3 separate regions of the Mus musculus genome follow, and all the other regions are linked to region 1. A link is a contact called in public promoter capture Hi-C data. All regions are on one chromosome and are shown on one strand. Each heading gives the region's core, a stretch centred on a gene start, on an enhancer-like site or on the middle of the called end of the contact. The rest is flanking DNA. Distances are from core to core; before and after follow the strand shown. Region 1 holds the start of Mmab (methylmalonic aciduria (cobalamin deficiency) cblB type homolog (human)). Region 2 holds the start of Oasl1 (2'-5' oligoadenylate synthetase-like 1). Region 3 holds the start of Svop (SV2 related protein).

Region 1 (3,626 bases), core at 375-2,874:
CATTACGGATGGTTGTGAGCCACCATGTGGTTCTGACCTTCAGAAGAGCAGTCAGCGCTCTTAACCACTGAGCCATCTCACCAGCCCCGCTTTTTGCTTTTAGATTTATTTATTTTATGTATATGAGTACACTGGTGCTCTCTTCAGACACACCAGAAGAGGGCATCAGAGTCCATTACAGATGGTTGTGAGCCACCACGTGATTGCTGGAAATTGAACTCAGGACCTCTAGAAGAGCAGTCTGAGCCATTGTAGCAGCGCTACAACTTGTTTTGAACACTTGAACAGTGCACCTTTCTTGTGGCTTCACACTTATGATGTATATTCAGACCCGTCACATGGCTACAGCGTGGCCTACCTTTGTCTCCCGTCTTGGTGTAAATCTTGGGGATCTTGGCTGCCGTCGAGGACGGCTGCAGCCTGATGAGAAACAGACACAAAGGCGTGGTAAGTGGGAACGGCTGCGCCTCGGGGAGTGACGCCCAGCTTTCAGTCTGCAACCTCAGGGGCAGCACTTCTCTGCCTCTGGGATGGCAATCTCCCGTCAGCCATTTCCCCGCTGCCCCTTCCTGACAGCTTCCTGTCCCTGTCTCTACCTGTACAGCAGCTGCTGTAGCATACTGCTCAATAAAGATTCTTGGCAAATACTGGCAGGAAGGACTAACTGGTCACTCCATGTAGCCCTAGCTCCACAGTGGGCTAAAGCCGCTAGCTCCTGGAACTGCCCTTCAGCTTCTCCCACACTCCCAAAGTTAGCCATACGCTTCTCCGTTGAGGAAACTGGAGCCCACAAAGATTCAACTTCCTAGATCTCCAGGAAGAGACTGGGCTGGGATTCATGCCCAAAACCCTTCTACTGTAAGCCTGACCTGGTCCATTACCCTCCCCAAACTCTTGTCTCTTCTAACCCCAACACAGAAGTTAGCACTTCTGGGGGAAAGAAAACTAGGCCACTTGCACTTTTCTAAGATTTTTCAGTGTCAAGGAAAAAAAAAAATACACTGTCAAAATGGAATTTCAAAAATGCTATTTTAACTTAATTTTTTTTTTTTTGAGGACTGCGAATGAACCCCGACTCTGCCATTTTCAACTAGCAGTGCATAACTTAAAATTAAAATGTGAATTCACAAAATTATTTCAAAGTCAGAGGACTGGACAGGGAACGCTGATCATGAGGTCATGGTAGTCTGCAAGTCCCTATGCAAGTTTCTAAGTGTTACCATGTCTTCCTGGTGTCTTAATCCTAATCCAAACAAACTGCTTGGGGAGGCCGGACAAAACCCACAAGAGCATGCCCCTGCCCTGACTGACCACAGCTAGACTCCGTTAGAACTTGGGGAGGAAATCCTGGCCTCTGACGCCATGACGAGCCCAGTGACGTCAGGCCACATAGAGCACGTCATCGGTGTGATGTACCCACGGAAACAACCGTTCCTCCTCCGTGTTGAGTTACTCTCCAGGCCTGAAACTCACCTGTCCCCGTCTTCCCCGCCCTGAGGGCCACGGCTCTGGAAACGGGGACACAGCAGTCTGCAGGCGCTGAGACGCCCGCGCAGGCCGAGGCGACCCCCAAAGAGCCACACAGCCATGCGCACGGTAACGCATCCAAGACTGACCCGGCTAGGCACCCGTCCAGGCCCGGGGATGACTCCGCCCCGCAGCCGGCCGCGCCACCTCTCAATCGCTGTTTCCTATTGGCCTGGGGCACTCGCACCAGGGCGGGGCACTCCCCAGCTCTTGATTCCCATTGGATTACTTGTAGAAAGAGGCGAGGCAATTTCGGCTTGCTTGAAGTTCCCATTGGTTAATGTTTGACCCAATCTGTAAAGGAGCCCTTAGCTCCAGCTCTCTGATTGGCCTCAGGAAGACACACCCGCCTCCTTGGAACTCTCCCATCTGATATGGAGAAGACCGGGAGCTGCGGCCCGGGTTTCAGCTCACTTGGGCGCTGGCCGGGGCAGGTGAGAAGCCTGGGCTGCGGGATGGGCGGCGTGAGGACCGGGTCCCGGACACCCCGGGCCGGGCGCCGCGGTTCTCTGCCTTCGTGTCCTCGATCTGAGCGCTCGGCGACCTCAGATCGGACAGTTTCCCCTAGACTAGGGTCCCGTAGACTGGGCTACTTAGTGTGCAGTGGGGTGGCCAGTGAAGCCTTGAACCCGGGTGATTTTTGCATTATTTATAACAACGTAAAAATGCATGCACCCATAAATCCAGCAAAACCACTCTGTGACATGACTCTTGCCTTGCAGAAGTTCTTGTTTGAACGTGCAACACAGGGCGTTAACAGGTGAGTCCCGGCAGCCGCGTTTGTGATTGTGACAGGTTGGTTGTGGTCTTGAGGTCCGGGAAGGATTCTTTCTCCTGCAAGATTTTATCTAAACCTCGCGTTCCCACACGCATCAAACACATGGCCGTCCTCAGAGTAGGCAAGCAGTCCATGCCTGAGCTCATGTCAGTTTCTACTGGCAACAGCAGTGGTAATAAACTCTGGAGCTGAGAACCTGTCAGTGCCGAGTAGCTCAGTATAGTCAAGAGGCCACTTTGCCAGACAGACAGGCCTTGCTGCTGGTAGTCCTTTGAGTCAGCCTCCAGTATTGCCTCTATTATCTGATATATGGGAAACAGATTCATGGCATAAGACATTCTGGGGACGGAAGAGCTGTGGTCTGAACCCAGATTTTTTTTTTCCCATTGTCCACCTGACTGGCTCACTGCACTGTCATCCTGGAACATAGCTCTGGATGGTAGTTCTGGATGGAGTTTCTCTACATGCTCCTGGCTGTCCTGGAATTCACTCTGTAGACCAGGCTTGCCTCGTACACCCAGAGATCCACCTGCCTCTGCCTCCACAGTGCTGGGATGAAAGATGTTCACCTCCAAGCCCAGCCTTCCTGGTGTTTGTAACTAACATCTAGGGAACTTTGTTTCTCTCTCTCTCTCTCTCTCTCTCTCTCTCTCTCTCTCTCTCTCTCTCTTTCCTTGCAGAAGTCTCAGAAGCCATGTTGTCAGAAGCCCTGCTGGTGTCCGCCCCGGGGAAGGTCATCCTCCATGGAGAACACGCTGTGGTCCATGGCAAGGTAAAAAGTCCCCAGGGAGCTGGGCAGTGGTGGCGCATGCCTTTAATCCCAGTTCTGAATTTGAGACCAGCCTGGTCTACAGAGTGAGTTCCAGAACAGCCAGGGCTACACAGAGAAACCCTGTCTCGAAAAAACAAACAAACCAAAAAAAGTTCCCAGGGACTTGAACGATGGGGTACCATGTCTCTCAGACCCTGGATTGGAAGACGGTAAAAGAAAGGCCTAGGGTGTTCACTGGATGAGTATCTCCAGCCGGACGAACCTTAAGCTGGCCCCACTAAGTACAATAGCTGAGGATGGTTGATAAAACCTACAGGTTGGGTTGGAATCACCCAGGAAGTGAGTGTTGGAGGGGAAAGGGATTGAAGGGCTGGGCTTTGGACATTCCAGTGTTGAGGAATTGGAAAGATGGTCTGGTAGAAGTGTTGTGCACACGCATTATCTCATTTAACCCTCAGATCTAACCCACGGCTACGATGTGTAATCTTCTATTTTACAGGTAAAGCTGAGGCTTTTTTTTTTTTTTCCGAGACAGCGCTTCTCATTATC
Region 2 (3,626 bases), core at 643-3,142, 480 kb after region 1:
TGGGTGAGTAGGGGAGCAGGGTGGAGGGAGGGTATAGGGAACTTTTGGGATAGCATTTGAAATGTATATAAAGAAAATATCCAATTAAAAAAAAGAATTAAAAAAAAGAAAAAAATTGGGACCCAGCCCCTTTCCTTATCCGCTCTGTGCCCATCGCCCCCCTGCCCACCTCTTCCTTCCTTTTTTCTTTTTAACTTTAGATTTATCTATTTTTATAAGAGTTTTTTTTTAATTGCTATTTTCAGACATACACTAGAAGACTGCATCGGATCCCATTACAGATGATTGTGAGCCACCATGTGGTAGCTGGGAATTGAACTCAGGACCTCCTCCGACAGAGCAGTCAGTGCTCTTAACCGCTGAGCCATCTCTCCAGCCCCTCTTCTCTCTTTCTATAGACAGGTCTCATTACGCAGCCTCAGCTGACCTGGAATTCACCGTATCAACCAGTCTGGTTTCACACTTACAGAGATCCACCTGCCTCTGCCTCCCTAGGGCTGGGATTAAAGGCCTGTGCCACCACAGCCCGCTCACTGCTGCATCCTGCATGGACCGCCACACGGTGTCAGACCCATCTCCCTGCCTGTAGCATTGCTGCCGTCTATCTTTAGTACAGAAGGTGGCAGAGCGATCATGCTAGGTTCTAAGTTCTCTGCACGCCACGCTTCTGATTCACCCTGGGAAGGAGGCTGAACGGGCTCACCTGACATGTGACTTAGTGAGCCACTTCCTCTTTGTCAAACAGCATTATCACTTGGCTTCCAGAACGTTCTCCTTTCCTTCACCCTCCTGCTCTTCCTCGTTCTGCTTTGCTGAACTCTTTCAGCAACCCCAGCTCTGAATCTTTAACTACCTCAGAGCCCGGCTCCACCCACTTCTCTACACAGCCCCTGCTAGGTCTCATGTCTGTAACGATCTCTGTTAGAGGCACCTTCATTTGGGTTGTTTTGGCTTTGAAAACGTTTTATTGAGACTGTGTGTGTGGTGTTTGCGTGCTTAAATGCAAACACATTCAAGATGTTTTGTTTCCTGTTTCTATGAGATAAGAGTTTCTCTGTGTAGTCCTGGCTGTCCTGGAACTCACTCTGTAGACCAGGCTGGCCACAATCCAGGTCCTACAGTGTGTATTTCTCATATTTCACGTTTTTCACTGTTTCTCGCCATATTCCAGGTCCTACCGTGTGTTTCTCTTTTTGCACGTTTTTCAGTGTTTCTCGCCATATTTCATGTCCTACCATATGAGTTTCTCTTTTCCTCGTTTCACACCATATTGCCACGCCTAATGACCCAAGTATGGGTCCTAAAATCCACGTGCGGTGGAAGCAGACAACAGGCCCCTGCAGGTTTTACTCTGACCCCCACATTTGTGCCATGACATGCGTCCCCCTCCTAAAAAAAAACCCAAAATACATAAATATAATTTTCTCATATAAATATATGTAAATATAAAGTAAATAAAATATAAATAAAAATTTAAATCTTTTAAATGAAATATACTAACTTTTATATAAATATAATAATAATTCTTTGAAATAAAATAAAGAAAAAGCATCTGACAACCTCAAAGTGTCCTTCTGATTCCAGATTCCTCATTCCTTACCACAGCCATGACTAGGCTCTTTCTCTTTCCAAACCTCAGTTTCCCTATGACGGGTCGGGGCAGTTGGCCTAAGTCATCCAGACAAGGTGTCTCTGGAAGGTCAGACTCAAGCCAATTTCAGTTTACAAACGTCACAAAAGAGAAACTACAAATGTTGAGAATCGAAACTTAACAGCACAAAAGTTGGCCCCATGCCAACCCTGTTAAGGCGGTCCAGACCGGCCAACCCCAGCCTCTGGTCCCTCGGCACACCTACCATGACAATAAATCTCCAAGGAGGGGACCCCCCCATAGAGCCATGCTCCCAAGCTTCTCTCTTCACCCCCCTTTCCGCCATTGGGTGCCAGAGGTCAGCTGGAAAGGAGCCGCCTTAAAAAAGGAGGAGGTGAGTACCGGCAGCTGGATGGGTGCTTGGCTATATAGCCCTGCGCCTGCCTGAGGTAGCTGACGGTCAGTTTGTAGCCATGGCAGTCGCCCAGGAGCTGTACGGCTTCCCGGCCTCCAAGCTGGACTCCTTTGTGGCTCAGTGGCTGCAGCCAACCAGAGAGTGGAAAGAAGAGGTCCTGGAGACCGTGCAGACAGTGGAGCAGTTCCTGAGGCAGGAGAATTTCCGTGAAGATCGTGGCCCGGCTCGGGATGTGCGCGTGCTCAAGGTACTCAAGGTAAGACTGGACTTCACCATTCCCAGCCAGGACAGGGCAAACCCCAGTGCCAGGGAGTCCCCTCGCCTCGTGATCCCTAGTTCACGCTTCTGACATCTCGAGACAGCCCCGCGAGCCTTGAGCAGAATGAACTACTAAAGAAGATAATAAAAGACCACCTCTGGAGAAAATGGTAGGGAAAGCCTGCATATTCTATCATTAAAACTTATACTCTGAGAGATAGATACCATTCTTGTCCCATTTTACAGATGAGCCTAACAAAGGCTCCACAATGTCAGAGCTACAGTGACCACATGCAATGCAAGGCCTCTAGTTGGATCCTGACATGTAATTTGTAAATAACAATTTTTGAGAGCCTGACTTGGGGGCCCATTCTTGCAACCCCAGCATGTGGGAGGTAGAGAAGCAAGAGGATGGTTGGTTCACAGCCTAGGTTACATATCACAGAACAACACACACACACACACACACATACACACACACACACACACACACACACCACAGACAGACAGAGACACAGAGAGAGTGTGAGTTTGGGGATGAGTGGTAAATGTTTAATATGACCTGCATTTTGGTAAGAAAACTGCCGTTTGTCAAGTTAAATCGCACCTACTGGGGTGGGGAACTCTCTTTAGGGGGACACATGCTATGCTGTATTGGGGCAAAGCTCCTTGCTGTCCGCTACTCACTTTAAAGTGATTGAGATGACACAAATGCGGGATCTGTGGATGTGGCTCAAGGCTAGAGTGAAAGCCTAGCATGTACAAAAGAAAGACAGTCACCGATGTGGCAAGTTTAGATGTGCTGGCTGCCTGGATGGTATCTTCTTCCTAATTTTTTCCACGTTTTAATATTTTGATAACTGAAAGACTCTTAAAATGGAGGCTGAGAGTAGCCATTGGGCTTGTTCAGAGATGTAACTGCTGACGTCAGAGCTGGGATTTGAACCCGGCTACTCAAACGGTGACCCAAGTTTCTCACTAATATTTTTTTTTCCTCCTTAAATCCTTCTTCCAACTGCCACCCCTACCCCCTAGCTGAGCTAAGGATCACAGGTTCAACAGACCCTGGAAGGGGGTGGGGCAAGGGCTGAGTGTAGCTGCTCAAACTTATTATCCCAGCCCTGCAGAGGCAGAGACAAGAGAACCACTAGGCCTACCAACCAGTCTCCTTGGCCTATCAGTCTAGCCAAATCTGCAAGCCCTAGGGCACAGTAGAATACCCTGTGTCAAAAAAACCAAATGAGCAGCCTAAAGAACAATACCCAAGGTTGCCCTCTGATCTCCACACACAAGTGTGCACTAGTGCAGGATGCACACATGCGCACACACACAGCTTTGGAGAAGAACTAACCTCAGCCAATT
Region 3 (3,626 bases), core at 535-3,034, 350 kb before region 1:
CATATATACATATATAAGTTTCCCTAGTCTCATAATTTCTTTCTGTATATTTCACACCACGGATGGTACCCAAGGCCCTGTGCATGGTAGACAAGTGCTCATTTCGAGTGTGAATGAGACAAACCCTGGTTCCCCAGTTTTCAGTCTCTTTTAGCTATGGAAAAAAAATTAGTATGTAATGTCATGATGCCTACATTCTGGAAAGCTAAAGGCACATATGTCCTTTGCCATGATCACATGGTCTGCTGGGGTGTGAAAATTCATTCCACTAAAAGCTGACATCCCAGTACGTGTTCTTATTCTGAGCAACATTGTTTCAGTTTGTGGGTTGCCTTTGTATTCGGGGTGATCATTGGGCTCTGGGAACACAGTGTTTGAGCTCAGGGAGCGTGGCATGATTTCCTTGAGGAGGGCTGTCTGTTCTGAGAGTTATATTTTTTGCTTTGGGGTATTAGAAGCGGGTACCCTTTAGCATCGTGAAATGAAGCTGTCATTAGTTGGGGGGTATTTATGGATCTATTAACAGAAGCGTAAAAGTACAATTTTAATTCCTGAAAGCTGTGTAATGAAAAATAATTTGACCGAATTGAGAAGTAAATATGGCAACCCCCACAAACACTCAAGAGTCTCAGAGAGCCAGACCAGTCACACTAAAAGTCACTTGAGAGGGTTCCTCCGTGGCTTGAGGTTTGGGGGGGCACACCATTTTTAAAGTTACACATGCTAACAATACCCAGTCCTTCTCAACAGACCCAAGCAGAATTGACTTCCACCTGCCAGTTAAAAATTAAAACGGGAATCCTGGAATTTGCTTTAACAAAACACCATTGCTGTGGCAGGAAAGCTATCTGTAAATACCTCTGAAGGCCTCTCTGTCTTTTCCACTGCCTCTCTGTGGTTCCCACAAGATTCTCAGTGAAGTAGGTATCCCCAGAAATTTTCCAACCTCAAAGGAATGCATTCCTGGTGTGTCCAAGCCAAAGCATACTCCAGCTAGCTACCCCCCCCCCAACCTTTCATTCAGAAGACAAGAGTCTCAAGCCAGGACTCACAAGCCGTCTCATTCACGTGCTACACAAACAGCCTCTCCTCTAGGAAAGCATACGTGCTGTTTAGAAAGCAGTTTGCAACCTCACACCGTTCCTTTCCGAAAGACCTTGTAGGGGGGAAAAATCAGGAATTGCATAGTATAGGAGAAAGGCTGGAAAGGGACAGATGTCAGCCCTTGTCAATTCAGCCCACATTTCCAAACAGCATCCAATGCATTCTCACAGCCTAGACCTCAAACCCCCTTCGGGGTTGAGAGCGATTTCCAAGGGAAAACACAGAAACTAAGGATTCCCACAAGGTCCTGACAGATCTTGGGGGGGGGGGGGTAGGGAAATGAATGAGAAACAGAAGCTGGGCTGAGAAAATGGCTTGTCTCCTCCAGGCCCAATTCTTCCGTCTGTAACAGCATTTTCCAATCCAAGAGGCCGTGCGGGGATGCACCCCTGCAGGCTTTGCTCTTCTAAAGGGCGCCCTGCCAGCCTCCCTTCGCCCCCCGCGGTACTCACGGCAACTGCCTGAGCTGGAACAGATCCTCCTCCATGTCCGCGGTGCGCCAGGGCGAGCCTGGGCATGACCCTTACATGGTGGAGCAAGGGCCGGTGCTCCGGCTTTCAGCACCGGGATGCTGGACAGCTCTACCGCTTCCTCGCTGGGCAGCTAGCTGCTGGGGGAGGGAGCCCTGCCCGGGAGACAAAGCCAGCCGCTGCCACCGCCGGGAGACCGACAGGAGTGGGCGGAGGACGAGGGGAGGGCTGCGCGGTGGAGGGGGCGGGGCGAGCCCTGCTGCTCCCAGGAGCCCACGGTCCTCTGATTGGGGTGTCTGCGGGACACCCCGACCGTCCAGAAGAAGCCTCCCTCCCTGAGTATTTGTACGAATTGATTAATGTCCGTTTGATGTCCCGGAAGCTTAAGCTCTAGAACGGAGTATAGATTTCTGGAAATGTACTCCACGTATTACACTGCACCTATTAGGTGCCACCAGGCACTGTAGCACGCTGATGGCAGAACAGTTTGAAAAGATTGTTATCACAGAGCTGAGGGCCCAGAAAAGGATCCTGTTGGGTACTGAAGGCTAGAAGGCGGAAGGGTAACTCAGTTACTCAGCCAGCGTTGTGATCTTTGCGGCCTGTGATTCAGAAGTAAACAGCAGAGTCCCTGCCTTGATGCCCTTCCCTTTGAATGAAGATTCTCCACCCTCCCTTGAGCTCCTTGAATTTTCTCAAATGCATCTCAAGTGCCCAGAGGCATGTGCCTGACACATAAGAGCATGCTGGGTGAACATCCATCATGCCTGGGTGTGGTGGCACAGGAAGGGCGAAGCAGGAGGATCGTGAGTTCAAAGGCTGCCTGGGTTACCAGAAAGCTTGGGGACAGATGGGGCACATATCAAACCACATCTCAAAAGTTAAACAAGCCAGGCATGGTGGTACACAACTTGGATCCCCAGCAGTTGGAGACAGAGGCAGGTGAATCTCTGTGGGATCCGGGCCAGATAGGGCTACGAGGTGAGATGCTGTTGGGAGAGAGAGAGAGAGAGAGAGAGAGAGAGAGAGAGAGAGAGAGAGAGAGAGTTGTGCATAATCAGTTGACTCCATCCAAGACCATGAAGCCCCCTGGGTGTGGGTCTGCTGTCTGTACATTTAAATAGCTCCTCAGAAGCCTAGAGAACTCCAGGCTCTGGTGTGAATAAGTGGAGAAAGGAGAAAAATATTCACCTTCCAAGATGGTGACTTCCATGCTTCCCATGGACAAGAGCCATGACTGGATGGAGGATCACAGGGACAGAAGGAAGAGAGGAACGTTCTTTCCTAATGTTTTATAAGTTCTGTGTATGTGTGTGTACGTATATATGTTCATGCCTGTTGGGGGAGTAGGGTACCTCTAGAAGCCAGGAGAGGGTATTTGATTCCCTAGTCTTTGAGTTTCAGGCCCCTGATACAGGCCGTCTGGAAGAGCAGCAAGTGTTCTTAGCTGCTGAGCCATCTCTCCAGCCCCCACCACCTTTATATTTATAGTATGTGTATGGCTGTTTGACTGCACTTATAGTATGTGTGCCTCATGCACATGCATATACTTACAGAGACCAGAAGAGGGCGTTAGATCCCCTAGAGCTGAAGATACAGCTGGTGATGAGCAACCATGTGGATGCTGGGAGCCAAATTCAGGTCCTCTGGAAAAGCAGCCAGTACTCTCAACCATCTCTCCAGTCCCCTGTAAAAGAAGCTATTATTTGCCAGAAATGATTGTTGTCTCTGACGTTTACTGCCCCTGTCTGCTAACCTAGGCCTGGTCCTGGAAGCTTCTAGTCTCTGTTCAATCTAATCTAGACCTAGAAATGTTTTCAGCATCTGAGACTTGCTGCTGAATAAGCTCACCCTTTCTAGCTCTTTCTGAACTCTGGCTGGGTGGTCCACTCAGCAGTTCTGGCTCAAACTCCGCTCCAAGCTGATTGATTCGATCTGGTTTCTTATGGTTTCTCCTGAAACACTCAGCTTGGCTTCATACTAACTTTGGAAGAGATTTTTTTTTCTAATCTTCTGGCTCCTTCTCATTCTCTGGCTCATTCTGTCTCCACC

The links. Promoter capture Hi-C pulls out the DNA fragments that hold promoters and counts their contacts. Capture Hi-C pulls out chosen DNA fragments and counts their contacts.
Region 2: a contact with region 1 is called in a promoter capture Hi-C map of pre-B cells, with 3 times the contacts expected there. The contact joins the promoter of Oasl1 here to the promoter of Mmab in region 1. A contact is called at or near these places in 6 of 39 promoter capture datasets (the HPC-7 cell line, hippocampal neurons, liver and 2 more) and 1 of 9 other capture datasets (embryonic stem cells).
Region 3: a promoter capture Hi-C map of adipose tissue shows a contact between it and region 1. The contact joins the promoter of Svop here to the promoter of Mmab in region 1. A contact is called at or near these places in 2 of 39 promoter capture datasets (hippocampal neurons and pre-B cells) and 1 of 9 other capture datasets (adipose tissue).

What each region holds. Positions count from the first base shown.
Region 1 is chr5:114,442,403-114,446,028 of GRCm38.p6, forward strand. It overlaps Mmab (methylmalonic aciduria (cobalamin deficiency) cblB type homolog (human)), which reads right to left and starts at 1,625. Exons shown (of 9, transcript NM_029956.4): 1 at 1,474-1,625; 2 at 359-420. The coding sequence starts at 1,589. It overlaps Mvk (mevalonate kinase), which reads left to right and starts at 1,867. Exons shown (of 11, transcript NM_023556.3): 1 at 1,867-1,961; 2 at 2,986-3,077. The coding sequence starts at 3,000.
Region 2 is chr5:114,921,348-114,924,973 of GRCm38.p6, forward strand. Oasl1 (2'-5' oligoadenylate synthetase-like 1) reads left to right here and starts at 1,893. Exons shown (of 6, transcript NM_001359945.1): 1 at 1,893-2,262. The coding sequence starts at 2,065. It overlaps Gm13822 (predicted gene 13822), which reads right to left and starts at 914. Exons shown (of 2, transcript NR_166682.1): 1 at 704-914.
Region 3 is chr5:114,089,596-114,093,221 of GRCm38.p6, forward strand. It overlaps Svop (SV2 related protein), which reads right to left and starts at 1,785. Exons shown (of 16, transcript NM_026805.1): 1 at 1,557-1,785. The coding sequence starts at 1,591. It overlaps Gm16108 (predicted gene 16108), which reads left to right. Exons shown (of 3, transcript NR_166617.1): 3 at 1-289.